Regions from separate parts of the Mus musculus genome. Here region 1 is linked to region 2. A link is a contact called in public Hi-C data. All regions are on one chromosome and are shown on one strand. The core of a region is the stretch at or near the end of the contact, and the rest is flanking DNA. Distances in the headings are between cores, read along the strand shown. Region 1 has its middle 280 kb from the start of Mir7094-1. Region 2 has its middle 8.2 kb from the start of Gm25622.

Region 1 (3,274 bases), core at 455-2,954, 970 kb after region 2:
CTTCAGCTTGAAATTTTCTACTGAATTAAATCTAATCTCCTTGTTCTAATTTCTGGAACCTTCTCTATTTGCCCCACCCTCACACTTTTTTTTAAAAATAATTCATTCGTGAAGCAAAGTTTAAAGTAGATTACTGTTAACAGAACTATCAACTATAAGCAGTGAAGGTGGATTATAGAGAGGGATCAGCTGGACTTTGCATCCTAGTCAATACTCTTAGGAAGTACTAGGTCCAGCATCCTTTAAGTGGAGTTGGATAGTAGTATTAGCTTCCCAAACTAAGGCTTTATCATGCATTATAACTACTGATATTGAAGGTTCTTAAGGGATTTTTCCAATCCTATACCCTCCTTACAGCTTTCCTCTTTGGCCTAGGATCAAGGCTAGGCAAAGCTCCATTCTCTACCCACATGAATATTCTTGAGTAAAAAATTCTCAGAAAAACCACAGAATGTACTGACTGATAGTCACCTGATCCTCTGGAATGTTCCAGGTAGAGTTGAAGTGTGTGTCATGCTTGGTAGCCAATGAATTTAAAGTTCAATATGCTTAGCTAATAAGAGCTGTATTCTTGCTGATGTAACCTGTGCCCCTAAAATGTATAAAAACTGCTTGTAACAGCCATTTGGTGTCACCTTCTAGTAACTCTTCTTGAAATTAATTGAAGGTCGAACCCCTCATATAGGAAAATAAACCTCTTTTTTTTTTTAAGGATTTATTTATTTTATGTGTATGGGTACACCGTAGCTGTAATGATGGTCGTAAGCCATCATGTTGTTGCTGGGATTTGAATTCTACTCACTCAGGTCTAAAGATTTATTTATTATTATATCTAAGTACACTGTAGCTGACTTCAGACACACCAGAATAGGGTGTTAGATCTCTTTAACGATGACTGTTGAGCCACCATGTGGTTGCTGATTTTTGAACTCAGGATCTTCAGGAGAGCAATCAGCGCTCTTAACCAGTGAATCATCTCTCCAGCTCAGACCTCTTGTTTTTTCGTCAATCTGTGTCTCACCCGGAGACATGTTGAAGTAAGGGTCTTATGGTAAACTCAGAGAACCTACCTCCTGTAAAATATACAGATGTGAGGGATTTGCTTTAAGGAAGTTGTTGGTGAGTCCTCTGACCTGTACACCTTGCTCCATCTTCCAGGGCTGGTTAAAGAAGCCTCCTCCAGTTTACCCTGCACAGGGAGGGACTGGAGGGGTCAGGCGGCTGTGGCAGTGTCTCACTGCTTTCAACAAATTTGAGGATAACTTGCTCATCATTTCCTCCAGAGAATACTTTAGTGTTTCCACTGTTTAAAGCCAGGCAGAAAATGTTGGAATGGTGATCCCCCTTCAGCTGTCTGGGTTTGACCCTGGAGCAGATAGCTTCTTCCATGTGCCATAACAGAAATTGGAAATCATCTTCCCCTGAGACCAGCCACTGGCCCCCATTGTTGGAGAATTCAATGGCATTGACACAGCGGAAGTGGCCGAGAAGGTCCTTCTTGTAGAAGTTTCTGCAGCCCTGCAGGTGTCTTCTTTCATACTTTCATGCTGCCCCCTTCATTCTGCCCCTAACCAGGCCAGCTTTTCTCTTCAAGCAGGAACTGCTGCAGCCCCTCCCTTGGCTGCATGCCAGGGTGCTGCTCTCCTCCTGTCCCTTCCTGCCTGCTGGCTCATAAGGACTTCAGACTTTCTCTTCTTCATTTCTCTGGGAGTAGAATCAGCACTGTTGCAAGAACTTGTGGATCAGCTGTGTGGACAGTTGGGCTTCCCTTAACATGCCCTGCTACTCTAAAGTCTGGACAGCCTACTCAAGAGCATCAGAGGATAATGCAGACCACACTGCTTCCTGTGGAGTCCGAAGTTGTAGTCTGGAAAAGTGTGTCCAACATGACATCACAGTGCAAGACTAAGTTATCCAAGAGCCTGCTGCACATGACTGGACTCAGAAACCAAGAAACAGCTAGAAGAGGAGGAGCTGAAGATGATCAGCGACAAGCACTGATACCTGGGTTTTCCCTGGGTTCCATAAGAAAAGTGCTCGTGCTCGTAGCCTTTAAATAAAAAAGATACAAAATGGGAGATTTCAAAAACGTGATGTAGCTATTAGCTGTTCCAAGTGGGAAAACTTTCCATGCAAATTCTACTGGAAAAGTCTGATTTTAAAGAAGCTGTAAAGGTATTCATTTTAGGACCCTGCCTTGTACCTGCTTAATCCACTGCTCGTATTTTTGCTGGTTTGTAATAGCATGAATCCTAACAATATTTTGGTCATGGAAATTAGGAAGAGGATGGTAAGTTCAATACCAGCCTTGGCCAACTAATTAGACCTTGGCAAAAGAAAACTAGGAAGAATTCTTAGGACACTGTATGTTGGAGGTTGACTTCTGTATAAAGTATAGAAAAACACAGTAATATGCAGCTTGTCAGCTGTGTAAAAAAATACCTGTTAGGTTTTTCAGTCTGGACAAGCATTTGCCATTGGCATAGTCATGGGGTCTTTACTGTTTGTCCCCGAGAATTTTTTTCCTTTCCACACATTAGAATGTAATAAATACTGACTACTTCTATCAATCATTGAAAAATCTATGTGCCGAGTAAATTCAGTAGCTGAATTGTGATAAATAAAATCTGAATTTGATTTCCTAACTCTATATCTGTGCCTATTCAGCTATCTCAGGACCACTTTGAAGCTGAAGACATTGACCCAAAGGAAATTATGTATCCAAATGAAACAGAACTGCAAAAACCTGGTCTAGAGACAACAAAATAACTGAAAGCAAGATGTGGAGAAAGAGGAACACGCCTCCATTCTTTGTGGGATTGCAAGCTTGTAAACCACTCTGGAAATCAGTCTGGTGATTCCTCAGAAAATTGGACATAGTACTACTGGAAGATCCCGCAATACCTCTCCCAGGTATATATCCAGAAGATGTTTCAACTGGTAAGAAAGATACATGCTCCACTATGTTCATAGCAGCCTTATTTATAATAGCCAGAAGCTGGAAAAACCAAGATGCCCCTCAACAGAGGAATGGATACAAAAATTGTGGCATATTTACACAATTGAGTACTACTCAGCTATTAAAAAGAGTGAATATATGAAATTCTTGGCAAATGGATGGACCTGGAGGGCATCATCCTGAGTGAGGTAACCCAATCACAATAGAACTCAAATGATATATTCTCACTGATAAAAGGATATTAGCCCAGAAACTTAGAATACCCAAGATATAAGATACAATTTGCGAAACACATAAAACTCAAGAAGAACGAAG
Region 2 (3,186 bases), core at 196-2,695:
TGGAGCTCTGAGCTCAGAGCCCCTCCTGGTGACTGCAATTTGGTCAGTCAGAGAATCCCGGTCAACAGTGAGACTTTAACACCATCACATGACCTCTGGATTTCTACCAATGTTGTTTTCTCTCCACGCCCGACTCATTTGTGATGTGAACAGTGCTGGAGCCTCAGCGGGGAGGAGGATTAGAGACATAAATGTCTAAACACACACACACACACACACACACACACACACACACACACACACACACACACACACACTGGAGGGTCAGAGATGTCTAGTTGGGCCTTCGTCTCTTCTGTTATTTGGCGACTCCATTTAGATTTCTTTCACATATGTATATATATATATTTTAAAAAAATTATTTACTTATTATATGTAAGTACACTGTAGCTGTCTTCTGACACTCCAGAAGAGGGAGTCAGATCTCATTACGGATGGTTGTGAGCCACCATGTGGTTGCTGGGATTTGAACTCAGGATCTTTGGAAGAGCAGTCAGTGCTCTTAACCACTGTGCCATCTCTCCAGCCCCCTATATGTATATATTTTAAGAAGCTTCTATCGTAGTAGTTTTCTGTAGGTGCCAGGTTTTGAACTTGGCTTGGCACAGCATGCAGTGGTGCATCTGTCCACCAGGGGGCACCTGAGCACTACGCTGTGGTCATTGTGGAGACGCCACAGGTGTATCTCAGGTGCTTAGGCAACCAGCTAGTGTGACAGCCCTGACCAGTCTCACGACTGGCCTAACCGTGCTTCCTCAGTGCCAGACACCAGATTGCAAAGTATCGTTAGGCCCTAGGAACCCAACAGGTATTAGGGACAGTGCAGGTCGGGGGCGGGGCGGCTGGAGCTGGTGGCCCTGGGTACCCCCTAATTCTGTTGACACTTAGCCCTCTCCCCACCTACCTCAGTTATTAATTCTCTTTGTTTCCTGGCGTGTCCATGGATCTGTGTGGAATATGGGACTGTAGACTGCCCAGGAGCCCAGACTGGGGCTTATTTATTTATGTAATTTTTTATTTTTCCTGTTGCTGGTACATTGTGCACAAGATATGTACAGAGTCTTGGGGTAACCACGAGGAGAATATAAGCCTTCTCTCCCAAACTGCAGTACAAGCCTGAACTCTCAACTTGATCATCAAAACCCAGGCATGTACTCCTGGTCGCTTTAGCTCAGTGGTTCTCAATCTTCCTTACGTTGTGACCTTTTAATACAGCTCTTTATGTTGTCATCCCAACCGTAAAATTATTTTTTTTGCTACCTCATAACTGTAATTTGTTTACTGTTTCAAATCATCTGACTTTCAACTAGTGTGGAAAAGACATCGGACCCCTTAGCGGGGATCCTGACACACAGGTTGAGAACCAGTGCCTTAGTCCCTCTGCGCCTGCGTAAGAGGAGCTTCCTGTGGGCTGCAAAGATAATACCACCAATGGCCACATGGTGGCAGCAGAGATCTGCTCCTGGGGGCACCTTCTCCAGTCGCAGTTCCTGTTCCCCTGTCATACTATTTCCACCAGTGTCTACATTTATCATGGGTGATACATGAACTCCCTGGGACACAGATGTGTAAACATGGGGACACACACATGGACATTTGCGTGTGTACATACTCTGGGTCTGTTTTGTTACTGAAAGTACACCTGGTTGGGTAGAGCCAAGTATCTGAATCCGGCCTTCCGTGTGCAGTGACACACATGGTCACCAGGGGGCGCACGAGCCCTGTATTACACCACTCTGGAGCCCCAGCAGGCACACCTGGAGTTGAGGCATCACTGGTCCATCTGTGCCTTGACCAGCCCCAGGGCTAGGCCTGATCACATCCCCTGTGTGCCAGTCTTGATTGGCAGGGGTGGGGGCGGGGGTCCCAACAGACCCCAGGAAGCCAATAGCACAGAGGATGCTGGGACAATTACACAGGGGTCAGGAGGTGTGCTCCTGGGTCAGGAGTTTAAGTCTGCACTCTCAATACAGACTTATAATAAGGCACATGTCCCTACCCACCCTAAATAGGTGGGGTGTGTGCTTCCATCTAAAATAACTAGATAGGAATACATCCCTTTAGTCCATAGCTACACGGGGCAGGCCGCCCTTCACACCCTGACAAACCCTCCTTGCCCCCATCATCCCTAGGGAGAGCGTCTGCGTGGTGTGTGTGCAACGCTGGCTATGCTCACACGGGGGCAGCAGAGTTTGCTTGCTCAGTGCCAGCTCTGAGCTGCTGAGGCAGATGTAACCTGACTATAGTGCTCACTATGGAGACCAGGGCAGGCCTTTTCCACTTTTGCTGGACTGGGCAAAGGCTGTACCTTTGCTCTGAGCTGTGCAGGGCTGAACTTAGGCTTGTAGCTAGCACCCCACTGAGTTTAGTGCTCGGACAGGACACCAAGTGAGGTGTTGAGACAAGTCATGGGGAGTCCCCTTACCTACTTGCCTGGCTTGGGCAGCTCTGTGGGGTCTGAGAGGGTGGCGGGAAACAGAGCTGCCTCAGTTGTTGCCCTGGGAGGGGAGCCTGGTTTGCAGGCTACATGGGCATTCAGTAAGCAGTCTGGCTGGGAGGGTCAGGCCCCTCGTGAGATAAGGACACAGGTTCGAGGTGCTCAGGTCTGTGGGAGCCTTCAGAGACATGCTATATGATCCCCATCTGAGCTTGGAGATCAGCAAGGTGAACGCAGTAGGCTGCCTGTCCCATCTGGCTATGTTTCTGTTTGTTCCTCTAGAGAGGCACACATGCCTATAGCCCCGAGATTCCTTCTGACAACCCTAAGGCCACACTCCATCTGTTCGCAGCCATTCCCAACTACGCCTCCTGCACAGGTCCACTTATGAGCTATGTCTTATGCTGCCCAAGGTTATAAAACAGGCCACAGGCAAGCCAGCAGCTGCGCGTGTATCTTCAGACTCAACTCTACAGTGCTTTCCTCCACGGACTTGGTGTCCCTAGCTCTGAACCCATGACATTTCTGTAGAGAGGGTCTCCATGTAGCTGCATGGAAGTAAGATAGCCAAGGCAAGGCTAAGACCAAAGTGGCTCTGATAGAGCCAGCTCGGGGGCAGACCCTGGGACGCTCTCCTAAAGAGCCACTGGAAATGTGGGCCAACTCTTCACCCTTTCTCTGGAACAAGTGTGTAGCAAGAACGATGGGACCAAAGGATTGCTGTCACCCTTCCAATCAGATGGGTCATT

What was found. Hi-C and Micro-C count contacts between places; a contact is called where the count stands out from the background.
Region 1: a Hi-C map of pro-B cells shows a contact between it and region 2, with 4 times the contacts expected there. The contact joins two enhancer-like sites. A contact is called at or near these places in 4 of 15 datasets of contacts at CTCF or cohesin (embryonic stem cells, large pre-B cells, pro-B cells and 1 more), 2 of 484 Hi-C or Micro-C datasets (large pre-B cells and pro-B cells) and 2 of 115 datasets of contacts at active chromatin or transcription factors (astrocytes and large pre-B cells).

Annotation. Positions count from the first base shown.
Region 1 is chr12:114,187,462-114,190,735 of GRCm38.p6, forward strand. It overlaps Igh. Among named protein-coding and RNA genes, the nearest start is that of Mir7094-1, 280 kb to the right of the region's middle. Within about 2 kb of position 1,705, at least 4 of the 459 cell types and tissues checked have an H3K27ac peak or open chromatin away from gene starts, as enhancers often do. A contact at or near this core is called in pro-B cells, where this site is marked.
Region 2 is chr12:113,220,781-113,223,966 of GRCm38.p6, forward strand. No RefSeq gene overlaps it. Among named protein-coding and RNA genes, the nearest start is that of Gm25622, 8.2 kb to the left of the region's middle. Within about 2 kb of position 1,446, at least 76 of the 459 cell types and tissues checked have an H3K27ac peak or open chromatin away from gene starts, as enhancers often do. A contact at or near this core is called in pro-B cells, where this site is marked.